Linked DNA regions of Sus scrofa: regions 1 and 3 are each linked to region 2. The links are chromatin contacts, called in public Hi-C and HiChIP or PLAC-seq maps. All regions are on one chromosome and are shown on one strand. The core of a region is the stretch at or near the end of the contact, and the rest is flanking DNA. Distances in the headings are between cores, read along the strand shown.

The links. A called contact is a pair of places that touch in the nucleus more often than the background predicts. HiChIP or PLAC-seq counts read pairs in DNA pulled down with a chosen protein or histone mark.
Region 1: an H3K27ac HiChIP or PLAC-seq map of alveolar macrophages shows a contact between it and region 2. The contact joins the promoter of PPP1R13L here to the promoter of PPP1R37 in region 2. A contact is called at or near these places in 1 of 47 Hi-C or Micro-C datasets (heart right ventricle) and 1 of 2 datasets of contacts at active chromatin or transcription factors (alveolar macrophages).
Region 3: a Hi-C map of heart right ventricle shows a contact between it and region 2, with 2.2 times the contacts expected there. The contact joins the promoter of FOSB here to the promoter of PPP1R37 in region 2. A contact is called at or near these places in 1 of 47 Hi-C or Micro-C datasets (heart right ventricle) and 1 of 2 datasets of contacts at active chromatin or transcription factors (alveolar macrophages).

What each region holds. Positions count from the first base shown.
Region 1 is chr6:51,777,239-51,781,888 of Sscrofa11.1, reverse strand. It overlaps PPP1R13L (relA-associated inhibitor), which reads left to right and starts at 1,987. Exons shown (of 15, transcript XM_021094555.1): 1 at 1,987-2,292. CD3EAP (DNA-directed RNA polymerase I subunit RPA34) reads right to left here and starts at 1,180. Exons shown (of 3, transcript XM_013991968.2): 1 at 470-1,180; 2 at 1-110. The coding sequence starts at 491.
Region 2 is chr6:51,520,401-51,525,035 of Sscrofa11.1, reverse strand. It overlaps PPP1R37 (protein phosphatase 1 regulatory subunit 37), which reads right to left and starts at 2,078. Exons shown (of 14, transcript XM_021094533.1): 1 at 1,535-2,078. The coding sequence starts at 1,736. It overlaps GEMIN7 (gem-associated protein 7), which reads right to left. Exons shown (of 5, transcript XR_002344688.1): 5 at 4,057-4,635.
Region 3 is chr6:51,835,244-51,839,819 of Sscrofa11.1, reverse strand. FOSB (protein fosB) reads right to left here and starts at 3,040. Exons shown (of 5, transcript XM_021094557.1): 1 at 1,418-3,040. The coding sequence starts at 1,543.

The DNA.
Region 1 (4,650 bases), core at 738-3,237, 260 kb before region 2:
AAGCCACAGTTCTGTATCAGGGCCCGTCAACGCCTCCAAAGAGAAACGAGTATGCTCTGAGGCTAGGGGCGTCGCAATAAAATTGGGGGGACAAGAAAACCGAGCAGCATCTGCATAAGGGGAAACGGGGGGAGGGGGTGTGTTGACACGCAACTGTCGGTCCCAAATTCCAGGGCGCCTATGGGTCAATCATTTTCAACTTCTTGAGCTCCCCAATCCGCTCACCTCAGAGGTTCCCCTATTTCCACCGACCTAACCCTAGTTCTCGCCACCGGTATTATTCCCCCCACCCCCGCAAAGATACCCTCCCTTTATCTAAATTTCCCCGCGCCCACCATCCCCTGAGGGGTATATTCTCCGCAGGTCCTGTCTCCGAGGATGTCCCTTTTTCCGTCCGAAGACTCAAGGGCGCCCCTTTTTCCTCCCGCCAGCCAACTCTGACCTCTCGGCCCGCCAAGAAGCAACTCACCACTGGACGGGACCGCCGCCATCCCGGAACCCACGCCTCACGTAGACCTAGCATCCAGAGTCACTCAGGCCCCGCCGCCGACCACGTGGAACCGAGGGGGGTGGGACCTTATCTGGGAGCGTCCATGTGGCACAGGAACGCGGGAGGTGTCGCTCGGAGCCCTTCTCGCTCTATAAGCAAAACTGCGGGAAATTTCCACTTGTGCATAGCAGACAAGCGAGAAAACGTCTTTTACCGAAATTCCGCTCCAAAAACAGCTGATTCGCTGTTGGACGGGAGTTAGAGCATTGCCAGGTCCCGGAGGGCGTCCTCCTAGTCTCTCAGCCATGAATTGCTCTAACGTCGTCTTAAAGGGGCAGCCACATTGAGAAGCCCTAACTCTTAAAGAGACAGGAAGATCGATTGGTCTGAAATTCTGAAGAGACAGGTAAGCGTCTAGGTCGGCAGGACTCTGTCCTCAGAGTTACAATTCCTTCGAGGAAAGCCCAGATACCTCGGAAGTTCAGAACTTGAATGGGAGATAGGGGGAAATGGTGTAATGCGGTAATTCCTCCCATGGGCTTTAGGTACCAGACAGGGGCGGAGCTTCTGGGCTCGGAGGGAGCGGGAAACGTAGGGGGAGGAGCCTGTGGGTCCCGGGGCAGAGCCTCCGGACTCCAAAGCTGGACACGCGTGGGGCGGTGCGACTAAGGGGTGGGGTTGTGGACCAAAAGAGACAGGCAGATGCCCTCGAGGGTTTAGTCTCGTGTGTGAGAGACATTCCCAAAGGCTTTGAGGAAGGGAGAGGGAGTACGTGTCCTGACCAGCGCCCCTTCCTGGCCCCGGGGCGCGTGTAAACAGCGGCACGTGGACTCAGATTTGGGGGACGCGTCCACACTCCTTATCACAGGAACCGCAGCGCCTGGGACGATGGGCGGAGCCGTGGGACCATGGCTAGATACGGTGACCCGACAGCATTCCTGACCGGTGTGTCAGAGCTGATTCCCACCCCCTCTGCCGAGATTTCGGATCCTGTTTAGAATTGGGGCGCCCACCTTGTTAGGGTGCCAGCGGCTTCCCAGAGCGAAAGGAGAGTAGGGGAAAGAAGAAGCCGCGCTGCCTTCTCGGGGGATTGCCAGACAGTTCTCTCGCGTGGGCGAGACACCGGGACGCCGCCCCAGTGGGCTCCTGAACTACAGTTCCCAGAGGACGCGAGGCTGTAGGCGCCCGGTGTTGGTCGCGGAAGCTGCTGGGAATTGTAGTCCCAGCCTCCGACTTTGGGCTCTGTTGCTAGGAAATTCAGTAAAGATCCAAACCACTCTTTTTACCGACGGGGAGATTGACGCTCAGGACCCGAGGGGATAGGGATTTTAACGAGGCCCTATTCTCGCCTTGGGGTGTGGTATGTGAGTCTCCACCAGCCTCTATAGCCTTCTGCCTCCTTGGTGGCATCCGAAACTTCATTCAAGCAGGAAACAGCCTGGAGGAGTGAGGCAGAAACTCAAGTGTCCATCTCCTGCAGCCACAGCGAGGTAGGAGTCTGGACTCTATCTACATAACCTGGTGGCCCTCGGCCTTTGGACCTCCCCCTTCCCGCCTGTGAAATGGACTTTGGGTGAATCCAAAAAGGAACGTCCCCGTCTACGTCCTCCCCCTCTGGGACTACAAGTCCCAAGGTGCTCAAGGCGACTCCCTCTCCCCATCCCCTCCGGGACCCGCCTCCCTCCCGTCGGAGTCACGTCGTCTAACCTGTTCCCGGCGCCTGCCCCGCCCCGTCCTCCGCTCCCCACAGCCGGAGCCGGAGCCGGAGGAAGCCCCCCAGTGCCAAGATCTGCCCCGGATCCGTGAGTTACACCCCATTGGGCTTCAGCAGCTCTGGAGGAGCCCGACACTCGCGTCCCTGGGAGGATTGGGAGGAAACTCGGACCCCGGGTCCCAGGGCGGAATTAGGGGTGCGCAGATACCAGGGACTTTAGAAGGATAGAACTCAAATGCCTGATTTACTGGGCAGAAGGCAAAGGGGCTTGGATGCCTGAGTTCTTAGAATGGAGGGTTTGGACGCCTTATTCCAGGGGAGACGTTCCAACTGAGGGCTCTCAGAAGCCTGAGTCCTTAAGTAGAAGTGGGGTATCGGAGCTCTTGGGCAGAAATGGGAGGTTCAGACTGCTGGAGCTCTGGAATGGGCGGCCATCCCTGCCACCTGTCAGTTGCCGTCTCTACCCAGTCTTCAAGGTCCCCGAGCAGAATTAGGGATGGGGTGGGAAGGGTGGAACCCTGGTTCCTGAAATGAAGCAGAGCAAACACATTCTGGAGGCTGTGTTCCTGGTGTTCCCCCCACTTTCTGGCTCTGGGGTGGGAGCCGAGGGGGTGGGGACTGGGGGGGTGGTAGGGAACAGGGCAGGTCTCCAATCTCCTCTGTGCCCCTGCGTGATCCCCAACATGTCATTAACCGGGGCGTCAAACCTGCCTAACCAGAGGAGGGAGCTCCGCCCCAGGGCGCCCCCTGGCGGGAGCGGAGCCCCCCCATTGCCCCACGAAGGTGGGACATATCTGGGGTTTGTAAAGGGCATTCTGGAACCCAGGGCGGAATTCCAGAAGGTGGGGTTGGATTCTGAGAGGCTTGCGTGGCTGGGTACAATATAGCCATTATACAGGAAGGACGGGGGTAAACTGAGGCTTAGAGGTCACACTGGCAGCAGAGTCATGGATCAGGATTTTCCCTCCCCCTCCCTCAGCTGCTCTTTGGGCCCCTGGATTCCATCCACTCCCACCGGATTTTCTGACTAACGTCTCTCCTAGGGCTCCTGGCTGCGACCCTGAGGTGAGAAATGTCACCTCCACCCCCATCTGTCTGACCTGAGCTAGTGTGGGAGATAAGGGAGAATAGAGGCTAATTCTGGAGGTGTGTGTGTCTGTCCTTGAAGCTGAGGGAGGCCAGGGCTCCCCCTTCTCTCCACCCCCAAGCATCATGTGAGAGGATTAGATGAGGGGGCGGGGGAGGCAGGGGGTTCTGATGTGAGAGGGCAGAACTTCCTAATGTCTGGGCTTGAAGGGCATTTGGCGATACCCTGAGATGAAATTAAAAATAATAACTGTGGCTGCCAAGACAGAGCTCACAGCATGCCAGGCTCAGGGCTGGCAGGTAGAAGAATCCTTCCCATTGGCTACAGACATCTCAGGCAACTGCCCCTGGTCTCGCTTCCAATGGGGTTTGCCGAGCCTACCGAGCCCACTGCCCTGTCCAGTGGGGAAGCTGAGGCCAGAATGCGGGCACAGCCCACACCCTGAACTTTTGCCACCTTCCGCCTGGCATCCTCCAGGGATTCCTATGCCCTGGAATAGGCCAGACCTCAGGAAGGCACAGGGAGAAATTTAGGGCTCTGAGACCCAAGAACTGAAGTCAAGACTCCGCAGGTCAAAGCTCAGGGCTTTCAGAATTTCAGAAAGATATGAAAGGGCCCTTTTGTAGGAAAAACAATTACTTTGGGTCTTGAGCCCTCCGTCTGTTCCAGGCCTGGAAATTAGGGCTCTTACACAGGTGAGCTTTCCTTCGTGCCCTGCACTCTTCTAAACTCTACACCGGAATTATGTCCTCCAAACCTCACACTTCTTTGAAGTGAAGGTATTAATTCCCGCATTATACATCCAAGGAAACGGAGGCACAGAGAAGCTGAATAACTAGCCCAAGGTGAAGATTTAAGGCAGCGGAAGGCCCTAGCCCATTCCACAGAGTGTCTCCGAGGGGGAAGCCGCGTTCCAGAGAGGGCGGGGCCTCTGCCGGCGGCTGTCTGTGCGGATAGAGCCGGTGGATCCCCACCTGGGTATTCCCAGCCCAGCCTGGTCTTCTGACTCGGTTCCTCCTGAGGCTGATTCCTCCAGAAAGTACCCCCCACACACACGCCCACACCCCGATTTTTAACCCCAAAGAACCCGGCCTGGGTGCAGAATGCCAGGGAAGGAGATCTATGGGCGGAGGGGATCCGGGGGTGGAGGGCAGGAGTCTGGAGGAGAGGCGCGGCCCGCGCCACCCTCGCGCCCCGCCCGGCCCCCATTACCCTGCCTTGGGAGGTTCGGCACCTGCCTGGGCCCGCCGCGCATTCCCGGGGTCTGAGCTCAGGCGCGGTCTGCCCGCCGGGCGGGAGTCGGGCCGTGACCTGGAGCGCCCCCTGGTGGTCCAGACGCCCCCTTCACCGGCATCAGCC
Region 2 (4,635 bases), core at 829-3,328:
GGTAAATGGGAGTCAGGATTCGAAGCAGAGCCCTGCTCTGCCTCTCCGGCTCTGAACTCCCTGGACTGGATACCACGCTACCACCAGGGCCGACTCCAACTCTTCCCTTCTTCAGACCCACTTCTCCAAGCCCTCCAACCCCAAAGTGACCACCTATCCCCCTTCAGACCCACTCCTCCAAGCCCTCCCCCGATCCCACCTATCCCCGGGGCGAGAGCACAGGGGCTTGGCTGGCTCCCAAAGCCAAGAACTTGAAATCGCCCTCCGCCTCTTTGACAACTGGCCAAGATGCCATTTATGGAGGCTCCGCGTGTGTTCAGCTTCCAGTTACCACATTTCCCACTCTCGCATCAAAGCCACCAATTCCTCCACTGCCCACAGACTAGCAACGGTTCCTCCTCTCTCCCCACGGCCAACAGACTGACTTGTGGAGAGTCACACAGCCAGGCCAATCCCTCTCTTGGTGGGCTCCATCCCAGAAGGCGGACACACCTCTCCAGGACTCGATACTGCCAGTCGTCTCTGGAGCGACTGTCCACCTTCCCAGCCCAACGGATAAAACACACCCCTCCAACTGTCCTTTCAGTCCCAACACTGAGTTGACCTTCCCCAGAGGACTTATAACCCAGGCACTCACTCTCTCTCTCTCCCAACATCTCAAGCCACCAAACTTCTTCAACCCTCTCACCTTCTACTGACCGGCATCTCCCATTCCCCAACTCTTTCTCAAGAGGGAAGAGAAAAAAGGAAAGGAAAAAAAAAAAAAAAAAAAAAAAGATCCTTCTAGAGCCAGGCTCCAAAGTTTCTCAGTTCCTGAATGACTGACAATGTTCTGCTTCCCTTTTTTGGGAGAGGAAGAGGAGGCAGGCAGTAACTTTTTCTTCCTAATGCCAAGATCCAAAACACCTCCTCTGACTATCTCTCACCCACCTCCCACCCCAAATTGACCAGCAACTCAGCTCCTTTATTTACTTCTCAGGAAGCTTATTTACCTTGATTCCCTCTTCTCAACCCCCAGATTTACTAACTCCTCTACAACCATAGGCCAGGTTTATTCCTCTTCCTCCTTTCACCCAAGGAAGGGAGCAACAAGACCACCCCTTGCCCTGAGGCTTGCAGGCCAGCGATTTAACCTCTTTCCATCCCCATGGGCCCATCAAACTCCTTCAACGCCCATGTTGACCCACTCTCCCTCCTCTAGCTGCTCTATCCTCCTTCGAGGGAACTACGAACTCAAAGCCCTCCTAATTTTCCATGCCACCAAACTTTCTTCCCTTGCTCACAGTTTTAATTCCTAAAACGATCGCCTTCAGCGTCCCTTGGAGTGGGGACGTGGGGAACAGGTATAAACCAGCTACTTCTCACCTTCCCAACCCAAGAGCCACCTCCTCTCTAACACCCTCCAGCTCTAAACTGACAACTCTCTCCTTAAACCGTCATTAGGTGCAACTTATTGAGCTCCACCTCTGTGCTGGGCGCTGCACCGACACCCAGGTCCCCCACCAGCCCGCCCCCGCGCCCCAGCCCTAGCTACCGTGTCTCCAGGGGTCTTTGGGTTCCACAGCTCCGGACACGATATCTTCGTCGGAGGGGAATGTGACGCGTTTGGCCGCAGCCTTGAGGCGCCCGTCGGCCGGGGGCGACGCGGGGCTGGGAGACCGGGCCTCGGCGGGGGCCTCCTCGGTTTCGCCGTCCGCGCCCGGCCCGGGCGGCGCCTCTTGCGGCGGGATCTCCATCGCCGCCACCTCCTCACGGGGGCCCCGGGGACATGCCCCGGGCCCCGGACTTGTCTCTCCGGACCCTCCCGCCGTCCCGGGGCATGGGCTCCGCCACTGCTTCAGGCGCCGCCTCCGTCCGCTCTCCTGGTCGTCGTAGTCGTCGCCGCCGGCAGCTCCGGCGCACCTCCCCCGAGCCCCGTGCGCGCCTGCTCGTTCGCAGCCGCACTTTCGTTAAGGGCCTGTGAACCCGTCTCGTATTCAGAAAAGCAGAAAATCACTTCAAGCTGTTTTCAGGTAGAGCTGTCTAGTGGGTTGTTTAAAGGGCAAACAAAAGGCAGAAAGGGCCACAGGAAAAAGAAGCGTGAGCGGTGAATCTGCAGAGCCGGAACTGCAGAGCGGGGGGGCGGGGCGAGGTGGACGCCGTCTCCCAGAGCAGCGCGCAAGCGCGAACCCGAGCCGCCCCCTCCCGCCCCCCGCGGGCCTCTCTCGTCACGAGCTCAGGCAACCGAGAAGGGAACGGAGTAGATAGAAAGAAAAGCCATCTGCTTGGTGGGGCTGGGCCAACCGATAAGGAGAGAAGGGGTGGAGAACTTGAAAGGAAAGGCGATAGGAACTGTGTTAATATATGAGTACAGGTTGTGGATGCTGACAGAAAGATCCTCTGCCTGGGGACAAGCCCGTCGCCACTTGCTAGTCTCTAGCCTTCTGTTTGCAGACTACAGTTTCAATAATAACTCTGTATTTGGATAGCGTTGTATAAAATACAATTTAAATTTAAAAACTAAGCGTTTCCTTGTGGCTTAGCGGGTTAAAGATCCCGAGTTGTCACTGCAGCGGCTTGGGTCACTGCTGTGGCACTGGCTCGATCCCTGGCCCAGGGAATTCCACATGCCTGTGCGGGTGCGGCCAAAATAAGAAAAAAATAAATTTAAAAACTAAAATATGAGCCACACTAAAATATTACAGCTCTGATTTAATTTTTTTAAAAACTAGACCAAAGAAGAAATGCCAAAAGCAAGGGGCGAATCTGCCACCCAAACTACCAGGCGATGGACCAGGTAGATTACTGAGCCAGTAGCAAACTAGCACGAACTCAAGCCACCCCCACACAAGTGCTCATCCAGGCGCTTAATATTCGCTCTCGCACTTTCGTCATGCTCTGCCAGCCTTTCCAGCCGCGGGGAGGGGTGGGTGGGCGGGGCTAAAACCAAAAAAGGGGACAAGAGGAGGAGCAAGCGACTCGTTGCCAAGGCAACTTGAAACCCTGGCCCAGGAATCGCCAGAGGTAGCGTTGTGAATGGACAAATGGGAGTTTAAGTTCTCCACGTGCTCCATTCAGCTTCACCACTGAAGACAGACAAAGCGAATCTCCTCTATATTTAATGGAACCTTCCCTTACATTTTTTCCTTTTGGCCACGCCTAAAGTTCTGGGCCAGGAATCCATCCCATACCACACCCGAGCCGCTGCAGCGACAACCGGGACCCTCAGCCCATTGAGTTACCAGCGAATCCCTTCACTTACATGTTTAAATTGATGTGACTATAAAGAGGGTAGAAATTACTTTTTTAAAGTAAATCTGCTGAGGAGTTCCCATCGTGGCTCAGTGGCTAACGAATCCGACTAGTATCCAAGAGGTTGCGGGTGTGATCCCTGGCCTCGCTCAGTGGGTTAAGGATCTGGCCTTGCCATGAGCGGTGGTGTGGGTCGCAGACACGGCTTGGATCCTGCGTGGCTGTGGCTCTGGCGTAGGCCAGCAGCTACAGCTCCGATTAGACCCCTAACCTGGGAACCTCCATATGCCGTGGAAGAGCCCTAGAAAAGGCAAAAAGACAAAATAAATAAATAAACCTGCTGGAAGACTACTAAGTAACGGGGCTAAGCTAAGCAAGTGATGAGGCCTGCCATGCCACACAGCTGGGGCAAAATGAAGAGGGGGCGAAGTTTCACCCTAACCCATAACCCCTCTGCTTTTCCTCAGTGGCGCCACCACACACGGTCCGACCAGTCCGCAGGGACTGGGAAGAGAATGGGCCTACCCAGAAGCCAGGCAATAGGAGGAGTGCTTGTGAGTGACCATGTGACTCAATGTGAGCCTTACCCCTGTCCATCCCCACCTACCTGAAAGAGAAATCAAATCCAAATCTCCCAAACCGGGCATCTGGTTCTCTCTAGCCATTCCCAGAGACTAGGAGAGTCCAATCCTCCCATTCCCTTGATGCGCCCTCCCCGTCCTGGCCCAGCTCCACTGGGCTCAGCTCCTGGATAACCACCCTTCCACTCCCCAAATCTGGCTTCGTCCCTGCAGGTTACATTAAAAAACAACAATAACAACAAACAAAAGAAAACCAGAGGCATATTTTCCTGGGATAATTGGCTCTTTGGTGGGAGGGTAGTACTGGGGGGTATGTCCAAGGGGGTTGAACTGTGCAGCCTCTTCAACAGACATTTCCCACGAGGCAATCTGCCTTCCTTTACTCCCTCACCCCCGCCGCCCCAAGTCTTCAGGAACGGGTGACAGGCCCATATACCTGCAGCCTTTAGAGTTCTGTGAGGTAGAGCATTCCTTCCAACAGGATCTAAGACTCCTGGGATGCAGAATTTTACTGACTACACCCTGGAGGTCTTAAGAAGCCAGGGCTGCTTGGAGCTTGGCTCAAAATTCCAAGAGAATTCAGAACTCTATGGCCCAAAGGTCCCAGCTCGTGAGCAAATGGAGGCCAGGGAGACGGCAGCTACACCCCAGGCAGAAAGATGAGACGATACCAACTTCACAGCTTGAAGGCGTATGCGATAATGTCACTACACCGGAGCAGCGCCTCAGCCTGTACACCGATCGGGGTCTGCAGCTGCGACACATAGAAGTTGGCCACGTCCAGGTCCGTAGCTCCGAAGTGGGCAGTCACCTGCACGCCCTC
Region 3 (4,576 bases), core at 1,791-4,290, 310 kb before region 2:
TCCATGAGACCTCCGTGCAGGGTTGGGGGGTCCCAGTTATAAGGATGTTGGGGGACGGGCCTAGGAGTTTAGGACAACGTTTCAAGTAATTGTCTCTCCCCAGAGTGAGACTGACGAGTGACAGGTTACGATGGGCAGACAAGAAGAGAAAGTAAGGAGCCGGACTCCCTCAGACCGTGACGGAGGGGAAGTGGTGTAGGTCCTAAGACCCCAGGCTGGAGCAGCGCTCATCTCCCCCCCCACCCCGAAATGTAACCCTAGAACTGCTCGGAAGGCTTAACTACTCTCCCAGGGGGCGTGGTGAGGGATGGGCTGGCTCGCTGGCCAATCAGCGCCTTGGAAACCCGGAGGGGGCGGGGCTCCTGGAGACCACCTGGCTGGGCTCCCCTTGGGCTAGCGATTCTAGTCCTGTCTTCGGACACACCAGAGACGACCGGCGTCCGGAGCAGAGGGAGCGGGACTCTGTGTGTGCCAGAAGTGGGTGACAGTCATCATGTCTCCCAGAGAAACCCAGGCACACAAACAGACACCCTCGGACCCTGACAGCGGAGGGACAGGATCCCAGCAAGGTCCTTGCGCACTCATTGGGTCGCATCTGTTGCGACAGGAATCCCCTCGCTCTGCCTCTAGAGGCCCGTAAAAGAGTCTCTGGCGCCGAAGCACCACGGGTTCCGGGGACGAACTGGGGGAAGGAAACTGTACCCTACAAATAGGAAGGGAAAGTTGATTGGTCAAAGGACGCGCCGCAGCGGCCAATCGGAACGCCGGGCTGCCCCCTCCCTTAGCAACGTGGCCTGGCGTTCCAAAATAGAACGCGCCCGGGACGTCAGGGGCGGGGCGGACGAAGGGGGCGCCACGCGCCGTGCGTGCCCCGCGTCAGACGGAGGATTCCAGCGCGTCAGCCGTTACGCACGGGTCCCCCGTTACGTCTCCGCGCAGGAGGCGGAGGCAGCGCCACCGAGGTTTTGCGGCCCGCCTTCCCGCTGGGTCGAGGGTGACCCGGCGCCAGAGTAGGCGCTCGGATGGAGGAGGAAAAGGAAGGAGGCTACTGGAAGCTTCTCCGGGATTTCCCCCACCTGCCTGACCGCGCTAGCTTCAGGTTGGTGATGGAGTGGGGGGCAGCCCCGAAGCCGGCTAAAAGTTCTCAGCCCTGCTACCGCAAACACGTTGCACTGAACATTGCACTCTCCCCACCCCCAAAGCTTACCCCTCTGTATTCCCTTCCTACGCTCCACGCACACAACCAATTGCAAGTCCGGACTCTGCAGTTTGCAGAGTGCTCCGCGAAGCTATTCCCTCTCCGATCTTAGGTTTTGACGCGTCCTTATCTGGGGAAAGGGAATTGATTGCCCCCTCCACCCTTGACTTCAAAAAATTTGTAAACCACAAAGCAGCACCTCAGCCCTCCAGAACTTACCTGAGAGGCGGCGGCGGTGGGTGGACTGCCGAAGGAGTCCACCGAAGACAGATACTGAGACTCGGCGGAGGGTGAAGAGCTGCACCGGGAGCCGGAGTCGTAGTCTCCGGGGAAAGCTTGAAACATTTCCCTGGGCACAGGGGGGCCCCTGTGACCACGCTGAGGTCGCCGGGAAGCCAAGGCTATGGCCGGGTGGGGGAAGAAAGGTGCGAGTCCGGGGTGAGCCGAGCGCGTCCCCCAAGTGCGCTGTCCGGGGAAACTCGAGGTGAGAGCAGCGTCCCGCTCCAACAATGGCAAAGTTTCTGTGTAATTCCTTTGCGGTGCCCAGGCCCCCACAAGATGCCGCTGTGCCTCCTGAAAGTCCCGGCTCCGTAGGACCAAGGGGCGATGGGGGATCGCTCCCCCAGGGGTGGAAAGCTCAGTCCTGCTGTACAGAATCTGCTTCGGGAGTGGTCCCCTCCACGCGTCCGGCGGGTCCCACAAGGGGGAAGGGAGTAATAAAGAAGACGAAAAAAAGTAAGTAGATCCTCCAAAAGAAAATGTAGAATTATCTAGAAGAAGCCGTCCAAAAACTTTCCGGAAAAAAAATAATAAAGCGAATTTCACAGCCCCCAAGAAGAAGAACCACAACAATCAAGTCCCAGCTCCGTGTGTCCCTGCCTTGGCCGTAGCTCTCAGTCTTATGAATGAAGCCCAGAGCAGCCTGTATTTATATGCCCGGGGCCCGGCCCTCTGCTTACGTCACCTGTCCGGCACTTCACAAACTTCTCAATATCTCCGGCCCTGGGAGCCGAGCCCCGCACCGACCGGTAAGAGGTCTGCCCTAACTTCGATCTGATCACCTGTATCACCCTTGTTGCCCTGGGGGTCTTGGGGGCTGCGTTCTGGAGCACTCGGCGGGAGGGGATCCCGGCCTGGTCTCCCCAAAGTTCCTGTGACGCAATTAGCCATATAAGGAGCTCGGCGCGAGAGGCTGAGTGTTTGTTTGGTATCCTAGCAATTACGTCAGAGGGAATCCCTCGCTAGCTCGCGCTCGCCTCGCGCGCCTGCGGAACCCGCCCGCGCCTGCGCAGTGCGGCGCCGCCCTGGGGGCTGGTATTAATAGGCTATTAAGCTGGTCCTGGGTAGGACCCCGGCGGAGAAGACCCCAGACCCCAGCTGGGGGGCGGAGGTCCCCTTTCACTTCTGGCTGCCGCTCCCACTTGTGGTGGTGCGGCGCCCTCTCTCGGGAGGAAGGTCGGCTCTTTAAAGGGAGACCCAGGCTAGTGTCGTGTGGTCACATAGGCGGAGAAACTGAGTCCAGAGCTGAGAGGGAGGAGCTGTGATGCTCCAGGTGAAAGTGGAGGTGGGAGTGGAGTCCCGAGGCTCCTACCAGCTTGTGCCCCGACTGGTTGTTCGCGCTTGAAAAATGGATTTCCTTTCGGAGCTTCAGCTTCACTTTTCCCAGAGTGGGGGGCAAAGGATGTGTGTCTTGGACCCTGCCGCCAGTCCCGCCCCGCCAAGGTTCAGCATTTGGGAGATACGCGAGTTTGGAGGGGATGGGTAATGAAACTCAGGGCGAAGTGTCCCTGCTGCTGATGGTGTGATTAATCTCTCCTTTCTGCTTTATAATCCTGTCTGCAATCAGAAAGAATGGGGGGGCATAATAAATAATAGTAGTCATGATGCTAATAGGTGCCATGAATTACCAAACCAGCTCTGTATTAAGCCTTTCAATACAATATTTACAGTTCTTAAAACAGCTTTGCATGGGTAAGAGAAGAAAATCCTCATTTTATAAAAGAGAAAATGATAGAGAAGTTGCAGCTTGCCCAAGATCCCATCGCAAGAAATGCAAACCCAGAATTCCTATTCTCTTTCTGAGTTCTGAGAACTGCCTGGTTCAGTGAAACGCCCTGAAAAAAGCCTGGGTGTTGGGATTGTTTGAGTAACAGCTTCTACTGATAGAAGTTACAAGTCTTGCAAACCTACCCCTGTCCGCTCACAGTGTACACTGTTATAACGCAGGCTTAGAGGGGCAAATTGCTTACCTGGCCACCCAGTTTGGAAATGGGTTCAAGAGTCTAATTAGGGTATTTCAGACACCACAGCCTCCATCTCTTAGGCACCCGCCTGTACAGATCTCACCAGCTGCTTCATAAACCTGGGTTCCTGGCACTCCCCTCTCAGGGCACAGAGGGAGAAGCACTTTAAAACTGTGGAATTCCCACAGGCCCAGAGATGGGGAGGACCTGCCTCATCATCACATAGCAGGTCTGAAGCGGAGCAAGAGGGCTTGGGTGGTTCCTGACTCCTAGGACGTTTCGATTCCCTGTCCCAGTAGTGGGGAGGGGGGAGGGGGCTGCGGAAGGCCAAAGGGGCATGGGGGCAGCACAGGGAGGTTGAGTTTTCCAGACAAAAGCCCAGCCTCAAACACCTTGTTCCTCCACGCCCCCTCTGTCTGTCACCAGTCTGGGAGTAGGGACAGGGACGAGGAGATGACACAGCAACCACCAGCAGGCAGTGACTCGGCCCCAGCATCAGACAGGGAGTGACCCCTCGTTCCTGTGCCATCCAAGCCCCTCATCTCCTCTCCCACGGAATAAGGGAGACACACCAGTACCTACCCTGGCCGCCCGGAGGCCTTCACACCCTGGCCCAGGTGGCCCCTGCATCCCCACAGCAGCCAGCACGTACTCACAGGGTCACACCCAGGCATTCAGACATTCACCTCCAGGCAGCAACACACACACGGCCACATGGAGAAACAGATTCCACACACACACGCACACACACACCTTCATGTGGTTCCCAACACATGTGACACTATCCTCACTACAGATGCACATGGGTGCTCTTCATACACAATTACAAGAGTTAGTTCTTCCGAGCACTCATATTAACTTATTTAATTCTCACAACACTACTCTGAAGTAGGAACTATCATTTTTCAGGCAAGGAAACGGAGACCCAGAGAGGTGAAGTCACTTGCCTAGAGTCACACAGCAAATTAGTGGTGGAGCTGGGATAAAAATGTAGCCTATGGGGCTTAAGAGCCCATGCTTTTAATTATTGTTTAGTAAGTTATGAGAGTTCCTGTTGTGGCTCAGTGGGTTATGAACCCAACTAGTATCCATGAGGATGCAGGTTCGATCCTTGGCCTTGCTCAGCAGGTTAAGG